7 separate regions of the Mus musculus genome follow, and regions 1, 2, 3, 4, 5 and 6 are each linked to region 7. The links are chromatin contacts, called in public Hi-C, HiChIP or PLAC-seq and promoter capture Hi-C maps. All regions are on one chromosome and are shown on one strand. Each heading gives the region's core, a stretch centred on a gene start, on an enhancer-like site or on the middle of the called end of the contact. The rest is flanking DNA. Distances are from core to core; before and after follow the strand shown. Region 1 holds the start of Capn2 (calpain 2). Region 2 overlaps Trp53bp2 (transformation related protein 53 binding protein 2). Region 3 holds the start of Hhipl2 (hedgehog interacting protein-like 2). Region 4 overlaps Capn2 (calpain 2). Region 5 has its middle 21 kb from the start of Gm46248. Region 6 overlaps Capn8 (calpain 8). Region 7 holds the start of Tlr5 (toll-like receptor 5).

Region 1 (2,700 bases), core at 38-2,537, 440 kb before region 7:
TAACAGGAATCTAGAAGTTTAGACTTCCTCTCAGTTCCTGGGAAAAGTCAAGTGAGGGTCCCATGGGCATCCACTGGCGATTGAAACCACAAGGGAACGGGAAGGGCTTAAGGGCAGAGACTCTGAGGGTTAGGACAGGAGTATCTAGGAGTTGAGCAGAGGTTTCCGGGTGAGGACTCTAGGTCAGCAAAATAATGAGTAACAGAATCATTGGAGCCCATCGATTCTTTAAGCTACCCTTCAGTTCTTTAAGTTAAAGAGTCCTCTAACTGCACTTTGAGAGCCAGACAAAACCCACGCTGGATAAATACATGTACTTGCATTTACAAGTGCCACATGTACTTGTGACCACCTTTGTCAGCCAGAGCCAGGCTGTGCCCACCCCTTGCCCCCACCCACCCAGCAGTCCCGAGTCTTCTATCCTACTCTGATATCCCCACCCCCACCCCTACTGCCGAGCAGTGTCTCCACCCTCACTCAGATCACCACTAGAGTCCAGTAAAAGTTTCACCCCAGCGGCCCTGTGTCCCTGCGGCTTTGTGAAGCCGAAGGCAGCCTCCAGGGCGTGTCCACTAATGGGATTTGGGGTCCTGTCCTGCGAAGCGCTCTGCGCGCAGCTTGGGGCAGGTCCACTGGCTGGGCCTCAGTCTGCATAGGGAGTCCCCTTAGCAGCAATCGCGGAGCACTACTAAGCAGGGACTACCGAGCCGGGGAGCCAGGGACTTGCAGCCTCCCGGAACCCCGAGTGCCCTTCCAGGCCCTGCCGGCCCTGCCTGTTCCCCTCGCGCTTCCTACCGTGGGCCGCTTCCATTCGATGCCCCGAGTTTTGCTGGAGTAGGGCCCCAACTCCTTATAGCCCAAGGATGACGGCAGGGCGGGGAAGGAAGGATCCTGGAAGAGCGCCCCGGCCTCCAGGCACTCGTTCCGCAGCGTCTCGTAGTCCTGGTTGAGGTACTTGATGGCTCTCTCATGCGACCCCAGCCCCTCGGCCGCTTCGCGGTCCTTGGCCAGCTTTATCGCGATGCCCGCCATGGTAGCGATCCGGTTGGCGCACTGCACGGAGAAAGGGGTCGCGGAGAGGCGGGGCACGGCACTCGGCTGGGGCGCGGCCGGGCCCGGGGCGCTGCAGCGGACTGCGGGAGCCGCTGCTGCGGGGATGATTCACCGGCGGGAAGCGCCTGGGCCGTGCGCGGGGTGTGGCCTCCGCCTCCCCAGGCCTGCTCGGCGCCGGGCTCCGGACGCGGCTCGCCGGCGACCTGCACAGTGCCAGCCCGACCGTGAGGACTACGGGGCCGATGCTGCCACCTTCGGACGGCTCTCGGGATGGCGCGGCCCGGTGGGGAGGGCGAGCGGGGGGTGTTGGGGGGACGACAATCGCAAGTTGGGGAGCGAAGTTGTCAAACCCCAGCCATTGGGGAGTAAGGCTGGGCGAAACTCAGCAATGACTGTCCAGAAAACATCGGATGAGTCAGGAGCGGATGAGGGAGGGAGCGCGGCGACTAAGCCAGTTGCCACTCATTGGGCTCAGGATCGAAAGAGAGCTCTGCAGGCTCTGGGCACACATGTTACCTACCACCCCCAAATTTGTGAGAAATGGCTACTGGTGTGTCCATCTTACAGATGAGAAACTGAGCTCCAAAGAAGTTCAAAGATGTAACCCCTACAAATTAAAGCAAGACAGGAATTTTAGGGTCCCAGGGCCTCTGCAGTTACTTATTTGTGCATAAGTAGGGCTGTACAATTTGACAAAAACAAAAAACAAAAAAACAAAAAAACAAAACAAAACAATCCATGCTTGTTAAATCTAAATTTCAAGAAAAGGGGCTGGGGGATTGTGTGGTTTTAGCATACGTAGCCCTCAAATATCACCCGAGGCAAACCTGTGTTAGAATAATAATGTGATGCTTATCTAAAACTCAGATTTACCTGGGATGATTTATTGAGTTGCTGCTGGGACACCATTTAGAACAGAGCCCCTGTTGGTGGCCTGTACCACCGCTCTGTCCAATGAAAGTTTTCGCTGCCACTCACACACACAGAACTGGGCGGGCTTGTGCTATGAATGGTTTAAAGCACGGGTTCTCAACTGGAAGCAACCCGCACGCACCAATGTGACCCTAAAGGTTTTTGACCCTAACTGCAGACTTTCCTCATATTGTCACAACTGGGACAAAGGAGGCTCCTGGCCTCTACTGGGTGGAAGCCAGGTGCTACTAAAGGATGGTCGGGCGGAGGGCATCCCTCTACAGAGAGAACAGGAAGAAAAGTGCAGTCTGAAAGATCTCTGTGCCAGGCTGAGAAACCCTGGTTTGAACCTCATCTTGGTTCAGCATTGATGGTTTCTGAGATAGTTTGTAACTCTGTCAGTTGCAGGAAATTGTAGCAACTTGAAATATCAGTGATATGCAAATGACTGTTCCTGGAAGAATCAAAGTGTCTGTCTCCCTGTGGCAAAGCCAGGGCTTGTCTGTTGATACTGCTACCTCACTATTCTCTCCTGGGCATGGCAGGTGTCTGGGATCTTCCCCCACTTCCCTTTTGAATCCTGAGCCCAGAAAAAATCAGGGTGGGGCCAAAGGAAATCAGATGGTGGGAAAAAATGAACAGCTTCCGGAAAAGAGCCATGAAGCTTAGAAACCACCATGCTGCAAACAAATGCTGGCTGTCGAGCATGGTAGCCCATGTCTTTAAATCCCAACA
Region 2 (2,700 bases), core at 151-2,650, 490 kb before region 7:
TCTCCAGCCTCCTAATGCTCTGATCTCTCAGGAGCTGCTCAGATGAGTTCCTCTTCTCCCCTCCCCCATGTCTGTGAGTGGGATGAGACAGGGCTTGGCCATGTAGCCGAGGCTAGCCTCAGACTGAACCCTCCTGCCTTCCAAGTGCTAGGTTTACAGGTATGTCTCACCGACCTACCTCATTTGTTGGGAATTATTAACTAATTGGACATATTTGTGGTATGAAGCATGACTTTTTAATCATTTTTAAAACAGAGGGGGCGGGGGGAGAGTTTTCATGTGCCACAGTAATTGTGTGAAGTCAGAAGACATTTTTGGGAGTTGAGATTGCGATCCACTGAAGACGCCTGGCAGGCAGCGTCAGCTGCTGAACATCCCGCCTGCTCCTTCCTTGCCACCCTAACCCGAGTTTACAATAATGGCTGATTTATAAAATGGCTCAGTCAAGCTAGTAACCTGTGTAACCTGACAAAGCGGACCTTTAATTCTGTGATGGAAATAAAATCTGTTAGCGAGTTTTCAATTAGTATGTATGGTTTTAACTATTAATTCCTATGGTGTACAACAGACTGCTATTAAGTTGAATTTTCTAGTGAAGAGAATGGTTAATGAGATGGAGGATTATTCTGAGGGGGAAGCAGTCAGTCAGAGACAGGGTTGCGCTCTCAGAAGGTTTTGAAATTAACAGACAGGGATAAAGGTTGTAATTTTAGTCCTAAACTTAGAACTCCTAGTTCCCTGGTGCTCTCTTCTATAAACGTGTGCTGTATGTGTCATGTTTTAGTATCTTCTGAGTATTAAAAAATAAAGGAAATTTCACAATGTGGAATATTTAGACAGGCTCAGCCTGGAATCTGCAAAGGGCTTTGACAAATGTCTTTTCTCAGCTGAAACTGACTCTTAAATAAACACACCACCTCTTTTGTTTTCTTGTCCCTAGGAGACGAAGGGGAGGGTTTGTTTAGCTTGATGGTGAAATTCTAGTTTGACTTGCTCTGGGCCTCCAGACAGAGCCCTGCAGCCCTCACATAGCCTCCCCTCGCTCTTGTTAGGGAAAGCACAGGCCAGCAGAATCCCAAAGCATTTCATGTCTTCCGAAGTCCACTGATTCAGGCATTTGTCCTGATAGGCTCAGGTTCCACCCACAGTGCCATGTCCTGTAAATAAGGTTGAAAAAGTGTGGCTTACATATGTGGTTCCAGTACTTAGGAGTGTGAGGCAAGAGGATTGTAAGGCTAACCTGGGCTACCTTGAAAGACCCTGCCTTAAAAAAAAAAAACAAACAACGACTTTTGCCCGTCATGATGGGTTTCCAGATTCTGGAGCACACAGCAATTTACAAGTAGTCTTCAGCGTTTGGCTTCCCTGGGCTGCAGTGTGGTTGAGCAAACTGCAAGTTGAGTTCGTGCCTGGAGTCTGTGTCACGGCTCTGTGGTGCTGTTCCAGCTGCTGGGCCCTCGATGTGATCAGTGCAGATTCACTTCCTGCTTCCACAGCTCAGTGCCTTCCCGAGTTGGTTTCCTGTGTCAGCTTCCTTGCCCCTCTTCCTGTACTTATTGAAATATTGTAAAACTTCCATACATATGCCACATGTAAATCTTTTTTTAAAATTCTCTTGCAGCTATACCCAAGAATTAAACCAAGACAAAGGAGCTTGGCCTGAAACTTGAGTTAATGAAGAATTAATGAGCTAGAAGAAATACTATGATTATCCAGGAAAAAAAAATCAGAAGGCTTACTTTAATGACAGTATAGCTCAGAAGCAATGAAGAATGTGCCGTGGAAGAAAATGAAGGACCGAAGGACTCGGCGTGAGCAGAGGCATTGCTGCTGAGCCCGCACCACCCTGGCTGGCAGAATGCTCATGGCGGCGCAGCATAGGAGGCAGCCATCTGGCTTTGTCAAGAAATGGGACCATTTGCTGGACTGTGGGAAAATCAGTTTCTTGTCCTGTGTAGGGTGATTTTGGCACTGTTCCCATTCCGCTGACCTGCCAGAAAGGACCTGTGCCATCTGGCACCATCTCCAACTGCCCCTGAGCACCAGCAGGCTTTGGGATCCCCGGCGGGTGCTGTACACTTGTGTGTTATCAGTGAAGAACTGTTAGCTGCTTGTCAGTGAGCAGTAACTATTGTATGAGTTATTGTAGCATTTAAGAATTATGCGTATATTTGAAATACTGAAATTAAACTACACTACCTAATCTAAAGTAGATTTAGAATCTTGTTTTTAGATTGAATTTGAATCTATATTTATTGTCTTTTTGTATCTTGGAAATTAGAGATTTGTTATAGATTTACCTGTATTTGTCAAGATCATAGCTGGTTTTAAAAATGATTGTAATAAAATTAAACTTTATGACTCCAAGCTATTTCCTGGTTTTCCTTTTAATGTTATACACAGCTTTGGTTATGGGGCATAAGCCATTGGGCTACCTACTGCACAGCTGAGAAATAGTGAACTGCTTGATCCAACAGTCGGGCACTGTGGGAAAACTTCCTGACAGTCGTGTGATTGAGAAGTGGTTCTTAATTACAGATATGCATCTCTGCAGTTTACAAGGCTGAATGGCTAGAGTACTGTGCTTTTAAGAGACTGGGGTGAGGGTGTGTGTGCTATGTACCTGTTTCCTCATGGAGGCTGGAAGTGAATGTGGGATACCTTGGAGCTGGGGTTAAAATGGTTGGTGAACTACCTGAT
Region 3 (2,850 bases), core at 266-2,765, 460 kb after region 7:
GTTTTAGAGAATAGTCCACATCTAAACCACAACAGCTGAGGATGCAGGTGGGTGGTAGGATGTATGAGGCCCTGGGTTCAATCTTCACGAGCTCTCCTGGCCTGCTAGAGGCTGACTGCAGTGCCTGTGTACCGGCTGGTTTTGTGTGTCAACTTGACACAGGTTGGAGTTATCACAGAGAAAGGAGCTTCAGGTGAGGAAATGACTCCACGAGATCCAGCTGCAAGGCATTTTCTCAATTAGTGATCAAGGGGGAGGTCCCCTTGTGAGTGATGCCATCTCTGGGCTGGTAGTCTCGGTTCTATAAGAGAGCAGGCTGAGCAAGCCAGTGGAAGCAAGGCAGTATGTAACATCCCTCCATGGCCTCTGCATCAGCTCCTGCTTTCTGACCTGCTTGAGTTCCAGTCCTGACTTCCTTTGGTGATGAACAGCAGCGTGGAAGTATAAGCCGAATAAACCCTTTCCTCCTCAACTTGCTTCTTGGTCATGATGTCTGTGCAGGAATAGAAACCCTGACTAAGAGAGCCTGGGAGGGGGCTTCAGAGGGTGATTCTGTTCTGACTCTCACTGTGGGGACACAGTCATAAAAGTTCCTTGCTGGACACCGGACTTGCCCCCTGCTTGATTTTGAATTTCCCAGTCTCTAAACTGAGAGATAAGTTTCTACTATCTATAAGTTAACAAGTCTACAGTATTTTTGTTTTCTTCAGTGTGCTTTTGAGATAGGGTCTCATGTAGCCCAGACTGGCCTTGAACTTGTCTACAGTCAAGGATGACCTGGATCCTTTGACCTTCCTGTCTCTACTTCCCAAGGGCAGTTGAACACAGCACAGCCTGATTTGTGAGATACTGGGGAATCAAACCCAGGGCCTTATGCATGCTAGGCAAGCACTCTACCAGCTGAGCCCCATCCCAGTTTGTGATATTATTGCAGCAGAGTGAAGGGATTGAGGCGCCCTCCTTTCCTTGCTTGACTGCTTGTGTTTTTCTTGCTGGGGATGCGAGATTCATGACACTTCCTCCCATCCAGGCACACTCGGGACGGCTCTCCGTGACATGCTCCCAGACCCACACCAGCACTCTCTGTGCCCTTCTGCACTGCAGGAGCCTGGACATTTGCCTCGCGCAGAGTCTGCTGTCAGACATCTGTAATGTGTGCCGCTCAGCCTGCAGAAAAACAGTAAACAAGCGGGAATTTCCTGGCCTGCCCCCAACATGGCGGAAACTCTGTGCAATTTGAAGAATCCTAGCACCTCAGTCATTGATGCCAGCACACGGTTGACTAAGCACCCGCAGTCTCCCAAACCCTCAGCACTAGTGTCAAGACCTGCTCCAGCTTCACTTTTAGGTAAGGACACCTCTCCCTGATGTCACGAGGTATGCTTAGCCACCAGCACAGAGAAGGAACTTCACTGATGAACCACCTCATTGAACTGGGGCAGGATGTGAGGGAGAGAAAGAAGGAAGAGCAGTTGGGAGCGGGGGCGGGGGGGGGGGCACTGGGCAGACTGGGCAGGCCAACCCAGGAAGGAGCAGCAGAGAATTCCCAAGGTCCAAATGCTGGGAAAACATACTAGCCCACACACTGTTCCTGGTCATCGGGCCCCGTGGCTCTCTCCTGGCATTTTCTGCCTGGGCCTCCCGTTCTTGTTGGGCTGGGTGGGCCTGCTGCAGGGACACCCCCAGTGCTTGGATTATGGACCACCCTTCCGTCCTCCTCAGCACCTGGACTTTTGCTCTGACTATGACTCCTTCGGCTGCTGTGATCAGCGCAAAGACCGCCGCATCGCTGCCAGGTACTGGGACATCATGAGCTACTTTGACCTGAAGGCCCACGAGCTGTGTGGAGGTTACATTAAAGACATCCTTTGCCAGGTGGGTCTGAGTGTATGTAAGCCTAGGAAGAGGAGGAGGAGGAGAGGGAGCCAGTTTGGAAAAGCGATTTGTGGCTTTACAGTGTTTGGCTGAACAGTGAGGGATCCTGGAGTAGGACTCTTCTGCCAGGTGCCTCCCTGGAGAGCTGGAGGTGAGGGTGTGCCCTGGTTCTCCATACTCTTCCCTCTGGGCTTTTTCTCCAGACAACGAAGATTGAAAGAGGTGTTCATGGGGTTCTCAGTGCAGCTGCTCCGTCCTGCCTACAAGGACCAGAAAGCTGGGCACAGCATCCCTGTGGCATTTATGCATTGTGCAGTGGGCAGGGGTGGGGCGGGGAGGGGTTGTGACACCTGCTGAGAGGGTGTTTTGCCATGGGGGCTTTGGTTGTGACAGTGGTGGTGGCAGGGGTTGGGGTCCTGTCTGCAGAACTCCTAAGCTGGATGCAGAGAGCCTCAAGTTGCTGGGAGGAAATGACCCAGAGTTTCTCCTCTCCACGCTCAGCAGCAGCCAAAATCCACAGGCAGGAGGCGTCACCTTAGCTGAGCTGAGCTTGAACATTAGAAGGTACAGACTGCGCATGCGCACGCGCACGCACCAGTCTTCGGGAAGAGAGTCCAACTCGAGAAGCTTCTGCAGGAAAGCAGCACTCTAATGACGTGACAGACATCCTGGGGCATTTTAGTGCTAGTATGTGGCTGTCCCAGGGTATCTTTATCCCACCATGGCCACTGTTTTCAAACTCCTCAGCTCTATGCGTGGGTACAGACAGCCTAGGCAGGAATCAGTGCAGTAGCACTCAGAGGACAGACACCTGGGTGGCATCGCCTCGGGGCTGTGTTCTCAGGACAGGGCACCGTCCTTCAGGTGTTTCCTGGAAATTTAACTCTGAGATGAGCAAGGGGTGTGCATGTGTGCATGCGTGTGTGTGCGTGTTATGTGTGTGTGTGTGTGTGTGTGTGTGTGTGTGTGTGTGTA
Region 4 (2,747 bases), core at 229-2,728, 450 kb before region 7:
AAATTAGCTATCTGATTGAAATTTAGAAGTCATGAAGTTTTAAAATCATAAGTTAAAATTCTTTAAATCTAAAATAATAAATTTAGCTACATTAAAGAAATTACATGGTAAAAGTCACAATAAGCAAAGAAGTAAAATAATAAGAATATAGAAAACGTGAAAAATGAATGTCGTTAAGGCCTAGACCACGGGTCACTTTTTTTTTTAAGTATATAAAGAGCAAAAGGCCAAGCTTACTAGAAAAATAAAGATACAGTTAATAGAAAAGGGAAAACTGGTGTGTGTGTGTGTGTGTGTGTGTGTGTGTGTGTGTGTGTGTGTGTGTGTTCATGCGTGTGCATACATAGTAACGGGAAGCTGTGTCTGTGCCTGGGTATGTGTGTTTTCATGTGTGTGCATTTACATGAGAGCAGAAGGCTCTGTCTTCTGTATATATTTGTGTGTGCACATGTGTGTGTATGTATGCGCTATGTGACATACACAAGAATGTATGTGTGTGTGTGCATACAAGAGAGCAGAGAGTTCATGTGTGTGCATATGCACAAGAGCAGGAGAGTGTGCCTGTGTGTGTGTTATGTGTATACACAAGAGCAGAAGGCTGTGTATGTGTGTGCAGTGCAGTCTCAGGTGCCGTCCTTTCTGCGTTTTGAGGCAGGCTTTCTCACTGGACTACTTAGGCTAGGCTGGCTGGTGAGGGAGCCACAGACCCTCTCTCCCCTCAGCCCAGGGCTACCTGCTACAGTGAACACAGACCCTCTGTACCCTCAGCCCAGGGCTACCTGCTACAGTGAAGCGCCCTTGACTGTACTTATGCTTTTCTCTCTGGGTTGGGGCTCCCTCTTCCTTCTGGACATTTCTCTTTCTCTATTAAGTTAAGGTCTGCAATTCTGTAACTCAGGCTGACCTAAAACTCACTAATAGTCTAGACTGGTCTCAAATTTACAGCAATCCTCCTGCCTCAGCCTCCCAAGTGCCGAGATTACAGTTGTCTAGCATCTGTGTGGCTCTGGAATGCATTTCCTTTATAGCTGCTTGGTTTTCTTTAAAGCTATCATGTTTGCACTGTCTGTATTTACACTGCTGGCTGTGTACCCTGGGAATGGAGAGGCACATGTATATATAAATTCTGCCTTGGCTGCTGTACAACTGTGACAGACCATCTCTAGTCTGTCTTTCTTGCCCGGAGAGCCTCATACTGGCTTCTGTCCAGCACCCGGGACAAGGGCAGGGACAAGGGTCAGAGACAGGTCACTGTAGCACTTATCGCTCATGAGAGTCCCCAAGGCTGTGCCTCCCCAGGGTGGGAGCTGGCAGCTGTTGACCATGTCCATGCTTAGCCCGGAGGTTACTGAGCCGCCTGTGACCACTGTCTACAGAATGCCAATCTGTCACCCAGGCTGCCTCACATCATCCCGGATGACACCAAAACTTCAGATTGAGCCCCAGAGGCCTCCTGTGTCCTGTCATCTACTCCCACTGGACTTTGTTTCTGTGACAAAACAGAGATAGAATATCTCCATCCAAATAGAGAGACCAGACTTGGGCTACACATATTTACTTTAGGATTATAAAACTCTGAGGTAAAATGACTGACAGTTTGAGGAAGGTGGGGGAGGCGGGGTTCTCGAGTCTAGAACCAGCACTGAAAGGACATTACTGTGGCCAGGGGAGTGGCCGAGGGTCTCACAGCCAGCCTGGCCCCCTTCATCTTTTACCTGGGGACACACTAAAAAATTCTGACTTCCTGTGGTGCAGTCCTCCAGGGTTCCCATCCAGGGTGTGTCTTGCTGCAGGCAGAGTTCATGCCTCTTGCCCGAGACCTGGCCTCCTCTGTTCTGTTTCTAGTTTTTCACTTCTCTGGCATGTTCCACACACCTGTTTGTCTTCCAGGACCAGAAGGCACCATAAGCCTCATCACCACGCCTCCAGACTCTTCAGACTCTAGGTTCTTTATCCTCTCAGCCCCCTGTAGCTTCGGCTCACTTTGTTCCTTGGCCCAGGCTCTCCCTTCCTGTGGCCTTTCCTTCCCTGGGTGTGACCCGCCCTTCTCACATTGTCCTAGGCACCACTCTGTCCCATCGGCTAAACAGGAGGCAAACAAAACAGACATGACAGTTGCCCACTGAGTCCATGACCCAGGAGCCTTGGACACTAAGGCTGGAGGGGCAGCAGTCACTTTGGGCAGGGACACTGGCCCAGCCTGGGTGGTGAGAAACTAAGCCAGAGAGACCCAGTTGGCCCACTGGAGGCCGACGGATACACACAAATGTGGTTAGAAATCTAGGTCTGGCCCTGATGCTGCTGCCGCTTAACAATGGGTGAACTTTGCCGCCTTTCTTTTCATCCCGTGCAAGCCTTAGTCACCTTTGGCAGTTTTGTTCTGGGAGGTGTGAAGCTGGCAGAGGGCTTGGGGAGGAGGGGCAGGGATTGCCACTGAGGTGGGAGTGAGAGAGGGAGGGGACAGTGCTGTGCCATAGCTCTGTCTCACGATTCTGGACAAGTCTTTGGCAGTGCTTCCAAAGTTGCAGAAAGTGCTGCTGTCCAAACAAAGGGACCGGATCATGGAAGTCAAGGTCAATATGGAGGTCAAGGTCAACACAGAGGTCAAGGTCAATATGGAGGTCAAGGTCAGCCCTGAGGTCAAAGTTAACATGGAGGTCAAGGCCAGCACTGAGGTCAAGGTCAGCAATGGCATTAAGCTCAACACAGAGGTCAAGGTCAACACTGAAGTCAGGGTCCATGTGGAG
Region 5 (2,760 bases), core at 208-2,707, 420 kb before region 7:
GAGTTCATCTTGGAAGATTTTACCTTTGATGAGTATGAAGTGCCCCTCCTTGTCTTTTTTGATAACTTTGGGTTGGAAGTCGATTTTATTCTATATTAGGATGGCTACTCCAGCTTGTTTCTTTGGACCATTTGCTTGAAAAATTGTTTTCCAGCCTTTTACTCTGAGGTAGTGTCTGTCTTTGTCTCTGACATGTGTTTCCTGTATGCAGCAAAATGTTGGGTCCTGTTTACGTAGCCAGTCTGTTTGTCTGTCTTTTTATTGGGGAATTGAGTCCATTGATATTAAGAGATATTAAAGAAAAGTAATTATTGCTTCCTGTTATTTTTGTTGTTACAGTTGGGGTTTTGCTCTTGCAGAAGGACCATGCAGAGACTGCCCTATTCAGGGATCCGTTACATAATCAACCACCAAACGCAGACACTATTGCATATGCCAGCAAGTTTTGCCGACAGGACCCTGATGTAGCTGACTCTAGTGAGGCTATGCCAGTGCCTGACAAATATAGAAGTGGATGCTCACAGTCATCTATTGAATGGAACACATGGCTCCCAATGGAGGAGCTAGAGAAAGTACCCAAGGAGCTGAAGGGGTCTATAACCCTATAGGAGGAACAACAATATGAACTAACCAGTATCCCCTGAGCTCATGTCTCTAGCTGCATATGAAGCAGAAGATGGCCTAATCGGCCATCATTGGGAGGAGAGGCCCTTGGTCTTACAAAAATTATATGCCCCAATACAGGGGAATACCTGGGCCAGAAAGCAGGAATGGGTGGGTTGGAGAGCAGGGTTGGGGGGAGGTATAAGGGACTTTTGGGATAGCATTTGAGTTGTAAATGAAGAAAATATCTTTTTAAAAAAAAAAGTACTCAGAAGTACTCAGGAGGTTCAGGAGCCGGACCAAAGTTTGGTCACACAAAGAATCTTTGTGTAGGTGCTGGTGGAGGCCAGAGGCGAACCTTGCAGGTACACAGAGGCCAAAGAGTGTATGATGTGGTGACCTGTGACAGTGTATCAAAGGGAAGGAGCCTGTGTGATAGGTGTGGTTGGAGAGGGATCAATATAGACCCTGTCACAGGAGAGCCAAGGGCATGGAGATGCACCCCTGGGAGCAAAGCTCTGGCCAGAAGCAATCTCCTACACCCCCAGCCCAGCTGACTCCCTCTCCTGCAGACCTGGGAAGGACTTGGGTTTCTTGATGACAATGACACCCTGCATCTTCCCCACCCCCCACTCCCCACGCCAACACCCACCTCCTATTCCCTCACAATGGCACCCAGCGCTCTCATCCCAGTCACACTGACAGCTGTCAGGAGAGAACTTCTGTCTTTACTCTTGTGTGGAGCTCAGACGGTTTCTTTGAGTACAGACAACTGCAAAGTTCCCTGAGATTGCCTGAGCAAACATGAATCCTCTAAATACCCAAACCGTGCAGGGACCAGTCGGTGGTGGATGATGTCACAACCAGTCAGAAAGGACAAAATGGCGGCTGCAAAGGCCTCTTTGATGTTTCGTTGGCTCCACCGTGTGGCAAAATATAGTAATGTTATTTCAAGAAAAAAATTAAGTCAGCAGTACAGAAAAGAAATCTCTACCTAAAAGGCCTTTCCAGCATAAGCAATTAAAATTAGCAAAGTGCACTGGTGTATTTATCAATATTCAGATTTCAAAGCCCTCTGGCTGATACCAACTCCTTCACAATATGTATGTAATATCTGTCTCTGTTATTCATGCATTTACCAATTGTCCATCATAGCCGATCTATGTATGTATGTGTATGTATCTATAATCAATTTATCATCTATCTATGTGTCTGTCTATAATCTTACTATTATATATCTATAATCTATTTGTATCATCATCTATCTACAATCTATTATTCATATTTCTATCATCTATCATTATCTATGTATCTATCATCTATCATCACAATCTACTCATCTACCTAATTATCTGTCTATCTATCTATCTATCTATCATTCATCTACCATCTCTCTATCAATCAATTATAGCCTATCAATAATCTATCATTATCTATCATCTATTATATCTGTCTATAGTCTATCACAATCTACCTATTATCTATCATTTATCTATCATCTCTCACTCACTGTCTCTATCATTTATCTACCATTTATCTATCTGTTATCTCTTACACTCTTTCTATCCTCTATTATCTACCTATAATCTGTCTACCTCTACTTTTAACATGCACACAGGAATCTGCCTCTAAGAACCCTTCGTTTTGTGTTTGTCCCTGCTGGCTGAGGCTTGGGGACTGTGGTAGGCTGAGTAACAGCTTCCTGAAGATGACCACACCCTAATTTCCCAAAGCTGCACTGTGGTACTTTGTAGGGTAAAAAGGAGGCCAGGAAGTGAAGCGATGCGAGGCAGAGGCAGTCCATAAACCACAGTATGCAGTCAGTGTCTAAACACAGAGGGTGGCAAGTGCATGAACTCCTGCATGCAGGGGAGCTCTGGATGTAATCTAGTGAGGTTGACTGGGACCCTTCAGCTCTTGAGCCACTCCATTTGTCACTGCAGCCGTAAGAAAGTCATGCAGCAGGAGGGTGCCACTCCGTATGGAGCCTGGGAGGCCGAACCGTAACTACTTTCCCTATGCTTTGGGGATTGGTTCTCAGGCACATCACTCAGGACATGGCTGTGGAGCAAGTTCTCAGCAAAGGGAGTGGAAAGACGATTTCTTTGTGGGATGCTGGCGTGACCTTTGGGGTCCACTGCTACAAATAGCCGAAGA
Region 6 (2,745 bases), core at 241-2,740, 330 kb before region 7:
TTTAATGTGCCTCACAGGCAGTAAGTAAGGAGAATACCATTCCTACGACAACGGTAACTTACAATTACAGCATCATTAGGCTATCCTGGGCTTTGTGTACTCATCCTAGCAACGGCTTTGATTCCTGGTAATTCTTCAGGCTAGCTGAGAATCTTTCTCTTTTTCATTCCTTCTTTCAATGATAGCGCGAGATGATTTGAATGTATTTGGTCAAAGGCGTTCATTGAATGGTTTGTAATTTTTGAAGGACTGGCATGCATTAGCTCTCATCTGATTTCAAAATGACCCATGAAACAACCCTAGGTAGTTTAATATTAGCATTAGAGAGTGGATGCTCAGAGTGCAGAGACAGGCTCCAGTAAGCAGCCCATCTGTAGTTCAGTTCCAGTCCTGTCTACTAGGCTCTGCCCCCTTAACACTCCCAATTCCCCTTATTCCCCCCATCTCTGGAAAGCTAAGAAATCACATATAAACATCTGCATATTTTTATATGATTTCTGGAGTTCAGATTCCTATGAGGTTGCTGGCAAAGTCCTTGGACATTCTCCATACTCACTCTGAGATTTCCCTGTATGTGTCTTGTTCTCTGAAAGTGATTCTGGGTTGAAATCAAACACTCAAGGCTCAGGGGCCCGAAGAAATGATGGTTTATCACCTGAGAGTGTATACGGCTCTTGCAGAGGACCCAAGGGTGGCTCCTAGGACCTGGGTAGGGTAGCTCACAACTGCCTGGAATTCCAACTCCTGGGGATCCAATACCTCTGGTCTCTATGGGCACCTACACTCATATGCATACACCCCTCCCCACACATATAGATAGGTAACATTAAAATAAGTCTTAAAAGTAGAAGTTGGGGTTGTAGAACTCAGAGAGGAGCTGTGCATAGAGAATGGCACCCTGCAGGACTGCCAGCCCTCTGTGTGGCTCCTTCCTTGCTGTCTGTATTGGTTACTTTTCTGCTGCTATAATAAAACACTGCAACCAAGGCAACTTGCAGGTGATTTATTTTGGCTCACGGTTCCAGAGGATACAGTCCATCATGGTAGGGAGGCATTGCATCAAAGAGCAGGCATGGCAGCAGGAGCAGGAAGCTGAGAGCTCAGGACTTTAAATGCACATCAAAGCAGAGAGAACGACGCACACAGGGAATGAGGGTTTTAATATCAAAGTCTACCTCCAATGACATACTCTCTCCATTAAGGCCACACCTCCTAAGCCACCCCAGACAGTGCCACCAACTAGGAAACAAGAGTTCAAGTACCTCAGACTATGTGGGACATTTTTCATGACCCCATATGTTGCCACTTAGCCCAAAGCCTGGCCCAGTACAGACTCTCCACAGTTACAAATGGGATTCTCCATAGTTCACGCCACAATTCCATCATCGGTACCCTCCCTTCCAGCCACATCCCCGTGACATGGATGGAGAAGATGAGCACTTCTGGAGCCTGTCTGAGGAGTTTGCGGACAAGGTGAGTGGAGGGCGGCTGCCTCTCAGCTGGGCAGTGAAAGGCTCGGGTCATGTTTGTCTGCACTCCCTCGGGTCTACAGGAGTACAGGAGGGCAAAGCCGCATACTCTGGGTCTCCAGCCTGTGTCTGTCACTTGTCATTTCATCCTGATGGAAGCCAGCAGGCTTTTCCTGTGTTTCTGGGAGAGAGAGAATAACTATTGTCCAGAGGCCACTTTTCTTCCTGCGTTGACTGACTTGAGAAAATGGAAGAGCCCAATCTCTGGGTCTTGCCCAAAGCCTTTCAGTTTGTAAATTGGTCCCTTCAGACAGGGCCTCTGAGTGGAAAGCCAGGGCAGTGTGACCTCTCTAAATCAATAGTCTTTAGAGGGGGAATTGGCCAGCAGCAGCGGGAGGTCACTCAGTTAACCTGCCCTGGGATTACAGACAAAGCCCGATGACTTGGGAGACCAGCAGTGCTCGCCCTGTGGAATCTGAGCCTGATTTGGGTGTGTGTATGACTGTGACTGTGGTCAGCGTATGCACAGCTGTCTCCCATTTCTTCTCCCTCTGCTCAGCTGTCCAAAGCTCACTTTGCCCCTGTCTCTTTTAGAGGTCATAAGTCTGAGCCCATCCAAAATTCAGTCTGTGCCCACTGGTCCCATAGTGACTGAGGACCCTTGATGGGTTATAAAGTGCTAAAAAAAAAAAAAAAAAAAAAAAAAAAAGCCCAAGAATTACTTTCTGTCTCCCCGGCACGCCCTACCCCATGGAAGCACCAACAGGCTTTCTAGACTTAAGAATGGAACGGAAGCCTAGCACAGTGGTCTGCCACCCCACGTAATTGGGGGGCTGAGGCTGGAAGATTGCATGATCTGGGAGTTCGAGGACGGGCTGGAATATATGGTGACTTCTCTGTCAGAGAGAGGGGGGTTGGAGAAGGATGGAAAAACATAAATTATATCAGAAAAGAACCCTTTGTACCAAAGCAAAGCAAACCTACAAGCACAGAATACATCAATTCGCTTCCCCAGTTGCTCAGACCAGTATTTTTCCCAACAGAGGCTTGTCTCCTCGGCTGCCGAAGGGGCATGTTTTATTTAGTACATTCAAAACCCCGGAGAAGAAACAGTGATTTTGAGGTAGATCTCTTCCCAAGCTTGTCTATTCTCTCTTGCGATGGGGAAAGGGCCTGCACACAAGTCGCCATCCACCTCCTTGCTGGAAGAGTGACAGAGGGTTTGGGAGCTGGTCCAAGGTCACAAGGCCTCATGAAGGTTACAGCCAAGGTCCCG
Region 7 (2,777 bases), core at 270-2,769:
AAGGCCCTACCTCCTGGGCTTACAAGCCTCCTCCTCCCAGCTGCAGAGCAGGTAGGCAGGGTTGCAGTTCCATCCCTCTGCACTCAGCTTTCGAGAGCCACTTGAGGCAACTTGTCACATGGGCTTCAAGCTGCCAGCCGAGGAGGGAGCTGAGAAGACTGTATAATGAGATCTTCCTTGGTAATTAAGTGCTGGGCTTTGTTTTAACCTATCTCTCCTGCCCTGCTTGATCATATCACCTAGCTGTCAGGCCACGCTGGAGAGTGTGAATCAACCTGGGATTACACCCCAGCTGCAAGAGGCAGCTGTCAGCTTTTGCCCAACCTCCATGCGACCCCAGTCTTACTGCAGACTGTGACACTTCTGTCCTTGAACTGGGTTTCACCCCCAGAAAGCGACTGACTTCGCCACCTTCCTATACAAATCCCTTCCTTTTAACACTCCTGCAGCAGCAGGCTCCTGACTTTTCTTTCCTTCAGCATGTCCCTTTCCAGAAAGCAGATCAACTCTCAACCCCACAACACCCCGCCCCCTCCTCCTAGGAGCAGGTGGAGGGTGGGAAGGAAAAGGGAAGTGAAGCCAGAAGGGCTCACAGGCCGGAAAGCTCTTGCGTTCTCTGAGGGAAATCACAACTTCCTTCCCTGGCCTTCAGTCACAGGCAGTAGCCTTTGCTGATCCAAATCTGACCTTCAGATATTTAGTATGGGGCAGGGGGTATAGTGCTTGTGGAAGCATGAGGACCAGAGTTCAATCCCTAACACACAAGTAAAGTCCACAGGCATGGTGATGGTACCTGCCTGTAACCCCAGTGCTGGGGAGGTAGAGCATCCAGTATCCCTGGGGCTTGTTAACCAGCTTAGCATTTTTGGTGAGTTCCAGGCCAGTGGGAGATCCTGTCTCAATAACTCAATAAACAAGATAGACAGCTCCTGATGAATGATGTGCATGTGTGGGCGTGTACACACACACACACACACACACACACACACACACACACACACACCTTCAATAGTTAAAATAGAAGGCGTAGCCAAGTAGTAGAGGGCAAAATGACAGCCAGCTTCACCCCTCAGCATCATATCTTCAAGATTTGGCACAGATCAAAGAGCACAGGCAAGAACAGAAGTAACTGCCCCGATCAGGACTTGCTGCGCTGGCCGTGTGTACAGTGCATCAGGATAGGATCTAGGCCGCCTTCCCTGGGTCAGTGCAGGCCTATGTTATCTCGATGGACAGTTAGGGGTAGCTACAAAAATCACAACAGGCCCTCTGCCTCCTGTGCTGGGCTCCATGATAGCCAATACCTACCGTCTGCCCCAGCTCTACTTTCTTTCCTACCTCAGTTACAAGGTCATTGCAGCAGAGATAGAGGTCTCCTCCCTGGCAAGAAAGCAGAGAGGTACCTAGGCTGAGGTACTTTGCCCAGAACTCAGAAAAGACAAGCATGGTCCACAGAGAAAGCCTGATCAAGAGTTGTGGGCGGGGCTCCAGCAGCGGGCGGTGTTTCCCTCTCCTCCCCGCTCTCCTGCTTTCCCGAGCCCAGCGGCAGCTTTGGTGCCTGGAGCCGAGTGAGGTCAGTCCTGGAGCCTGTGTTGTGGGAATCCCGCTTGGGAGGTGAGAGCCTTGTAGTTGCAAGGGGTCCAGCAGGGGGTTCCCTGAGACCGGAAGGGGCCCGGGACGTTGCTGGACACGTTAGTGCCCCCGCCCCTCTCTCTTCCTCCTGGCTTCGTCCTGAACCCTTTCAACTCTCTTTCCTGCCTGTGCTCTCTGCCACTCAGTGCCACGGAAACTGGGGTCCCTCGGCCCAGCGAGCTGAGAGTAAGCAGAGTGCCCAGCGGGACAATTCTAGGATTGACAAGTCACTTGCATGCTGGCTTTGGGACAAGGTTCCCTAGTTCTCTCTTCTGGCTTTCACCTTTGGCCCCACCCTCTGGAAGAGACAGGTATTTAACGCGCGCGGAGTCCGTTCTCTTGCTGTCTTCCTTGGAAAGAGGAAGTCGACAGTCACCATCAATTGAGCTATGGACACCTTAAAAAGACACTGCAGTCAGTGAAGTCCTTGGACACCCTCCGGGGCAGGGAGAAGTAGGGCAGCTGGCCCCGAGGCTGTGAAGAAAGAACTCCATCAGCCTTTGGCAATTACAGCCATTACAGTCATGGCTCTGCTCCGTAAACCACCACGGCTGGAATAGTGGTTGTTTCCTGAAGTGGGGTGGTTGGTTGTCTTGGGAGAGAGAAAGTCTCCCCAGGAAGGCTGCTGAGACCTTGAGGAATGGGAATGCATGGGGATTGCTTTCTCCCATTGGTGGGCTAGCCTTGTAATTAGCTAGTGTCTGGAACACGGCAGTCTAGCGCTGTGCGGCATGGGCCTGCAGCTTAACCGCAGGGCCTTTTATGAAGTGTTATTGAGGGTTAACCCCCTCAAGCACATGAACAATGCATTCCTCCTGTCCCGTACCTGGAAGGGGGTGTGGATGCTGACCTGCCACTGTCACACACATGTGGCTTGGTCTCTTTCCTCTGCCTTTCCTCAGAGGACACAACTCTGAATAGTTTGTTCAAGGTGTGTAGATCTTGACTCTGTTCACCTTATTCTTTGGGGGCAGAAACCAATCGTGAGGAACATCCAGCATGCTATGCAGTCAGGAGGGAACCCTGGGTTCTGCTATGCTAAATGCTTAGCCTTTCACATTGTGGTAGGATTCTTGGGGTGCCCCCGACGAGGGGTCCAGGCCAACGTTAATGATGGGGCGGTACAAGAAGAGTCCCTATTATAG

What was found. Promoter capture Hi-C pulls out the DNA fragments that hold promoters and counts their contacts. Hi-C and Micro-C count contacts between places; a contact is called where the count stands out from the background. HiChIP or PLAC-seq counts read pairs in DNA pulled down with a chosen protein or histone mark.
Region 1: a contact with region 7 is called in a promoter capture Hi-C map of embryonic stem cells, with 42 times the contacts expected there. The contact joins the promoter of Capn2 here to the promoter of Tlr5 in region 7. A contact is called at or near these places in 4 of 39 promoter capture datasets (the 3T3-L1 cell line, cranial neural crest, embryonic stem cells and 1 more), 11 of 115 datasets of contacts at active chromatin or transcription factors (bone marrow-derived macrophages, cardiomyocytes, craniofacial prominence and 5 more) and 1 of 9 other capture datasets (adipose tissue).
Region 2: a Hi-C map of liver shows a contact between it and region 7, with 3 times the contacts expected there. The contact joins the enhancer-like site here to the promoter of Tlr5 in region 7. A contact is called at or near these places in 3 of 39 promoter capture datasets (embryonic stem cells, hippocampal neurons and liver) and 2 of 484 Hi-C or Micro-C datasets (liver and muscle stem cells).
Region 3: a contact with region 7 is called in a promoter capture Hi-C map of embryonic stem cells, with 7 times the contacts expected there. The contact joins the promoter of Hhipl2 here to the promoter of Tlr5 in region 7. A contact is called at or near these places in 1 of 39 promoter capture datasets (embryonic stem cells), 1 of 15 datasets of contacts at CTCF or cohesin (embryonic stem cells) and 5 of 115 datasets of contacts at active chromatin or transcription factors (all in embryonic stem cells).
Region 4: an H3K27ac HiChIP or PLAC-seq map of hepatocytes shows a contact between it and region 7, with 9 times the contacts expected there. The contact joins the enhancer-like site here to the promoter of Tlr5 in region 7. A contact is called at or near these places in 3 of 39 promoter capture datasets (hippocampal neurons, pre-B cells and second pharyngeal arch cranial neural crest), 3 of 484 Hi-C or Micro-C datasets (embryonic stem cells, myocytes and palatal mesenchyme) and 8 of 115 datasets of contacts at active chromatin or transcription factors (craniofacial prominence, differentiating embryonic stem cells, embryonic basal ganglia and 3 more).
Region 5: a contact with region 7 is called in an H3K4me3 HiChIP or PLAC-seq map of forebrain, with 5 times the contacts expected there. The contact joins the enhancer-like site here to the promoter of Tlr5 in region 7. A contact is called at or near these places in 7 of 39 promoter capture datasets (the C10 cell line, cranial neural crest, hippocampal neurons and 4 more), 6 of 15 datasets of contacts at CTCF or cohesin (CD8 T cells, the NIH/3T3 cell line, embryonic stem cells and 3 more), 108 of 484 Hi-C or Micro-C datasets (the AML12 cell line, the AtT-20 cell line, B cells and 67 more), 21 of 115 datasets of contacts at active chromatin or transcription factors (astrocytes, bone marrow-derived macrophages, craniofacial prominence and 14 more) and 4 of 9 other capture datasets (adipose tissue, embryonic stem cells, liver and 1 more).
Region 6: a contact with region 7 is called in a promoter capture Hi-C map of hippocampal neurons, with 5 times the contacts expected there. The contact joins the enhancer-like site here to the promoter of Tlr5 in region 7. A contact is called at or near these places in 6 of 39 promoter capture datasets (the C10 cell line, embryonic stem cells, hippocampal neurons and 2 more), 1 of 15 datasets of contacts at CTCF or cohesin (the NIH/3T3 cell line), 1 of 484 Hi-C or Micro-C datasets (nephron progenitors), 8 of 115 datasets of contacts at active chromatin or transcription factors (bone marrow-derived macrophages, cardiomyocytes, craniofacial prominence and 5 more) and 1 of 9 other capture datasets (embryonic stem cells).

Annotation. Positions count from the first base shown.
Region 1 is chr1:182,516,323-182,519,022 of GRCm38.p6, forward strand. It overlaps Capn2 (calpain 2), which reads right to left and starts at 1,288. Exons shown (of 21, transcript NM_009794.4): 1 at 796-1,288. The coding sequence starts at 1,032.
Region 2 is chr1:182,460,066-182,462,765 of GRCm38.p6, forward strand. It overlaps Trp53bp2 (transformation related protein 53 binding protein 2), which reads left to right. Exons shown (of 18, transcript NM_173378.2): 18 at 1,622-2,371. The coding sequence ends at 1,663. Among named protein-coding and RNA genes, the nearest start is that of Trp53bp2, 52 kb to the left of the region's middle. Within about 2 kb of position 1,401, at least 85 of the 459 cell types and tissues checked have an H3K27ac peak or open chromatin away from gene starts, as enhancers often do. A contact at or near this core is called in liver and muscle stem cells, where this site is marked.
Region 3 is chr1:183,416,955-183,419,804 of GRCm38.p6, forward strand. It overlaps Hhipl2 (hedgehog interacting protein-like 2), which reads left to right and starts at 1,516. Exons shown (of 9, transcript NM_030175.5): 1 at 1,516-1,875. The coding sequence starts at 1,558.
Region 4 is chr1:182,498,408-182,501,154 of GRCm38.p6, forward strand. All of the region lies in intron 2 of Capn2 (calpain 2), which reads right to left. Among named protein-coding and RNA genes, the nearest start is that of Capn2, 18 kb to the right of the region's middle. Within about 2 kb of position 1,479, at least 32 of the 459 cell types and tissues checked have an H3K27ac peak or open chromatin away from gene starts, as enhancers often do. A contact at or near this core is called in extraembryonic endoderm stem cells and hepatocytes, where this site is marked.
Region 5 is chr1:182,538,059-182,540,818 of GRCm38.p6, forward strand. No RefSeq gene overlaps it. Among named protein-coding and RNA genes, the nearest start is that of Gm46248, 21 kb to the right of the region's middle. Within about 2 kb of position 1,458, at least 186 of the 459 cell types and tissues checked have an H3K27ac peak or open chromatin away from gene starts, as enhancers often do. A contact at or near this core is called in the AtT-20 cell line, the C2C12 cell line, CD8 T cells and 39 more, where this site is marked.
Region 6 is chr1:182,618,746-182,621,490 of GRCm38.p6, forward strand. It overlaps Capn8 (calpain 8), which reads left to right. Exons shown (of 21, transcript NM_130890.2): 14 at 1,405-1,473. Among named protein-coding and RNA genes, the nearest start is that of Capn8, 55 kb to the left of the region's middle. Within about 2 kb of position 1,491, at least 6 of the 459 cell types and tissues checked have an H3K27ac peak or open chromatin away from gene starts, as enhancers often do.
Region 7 is chr1:182,953,269-182,956,045 of GRCm38.p6, forward strand. Tlr5 (toll-like receptor 5) reads left to right here and starts at 1,520. Exons shown (of 4, transcript NM_016928.3): 1 at 1,520-1,614.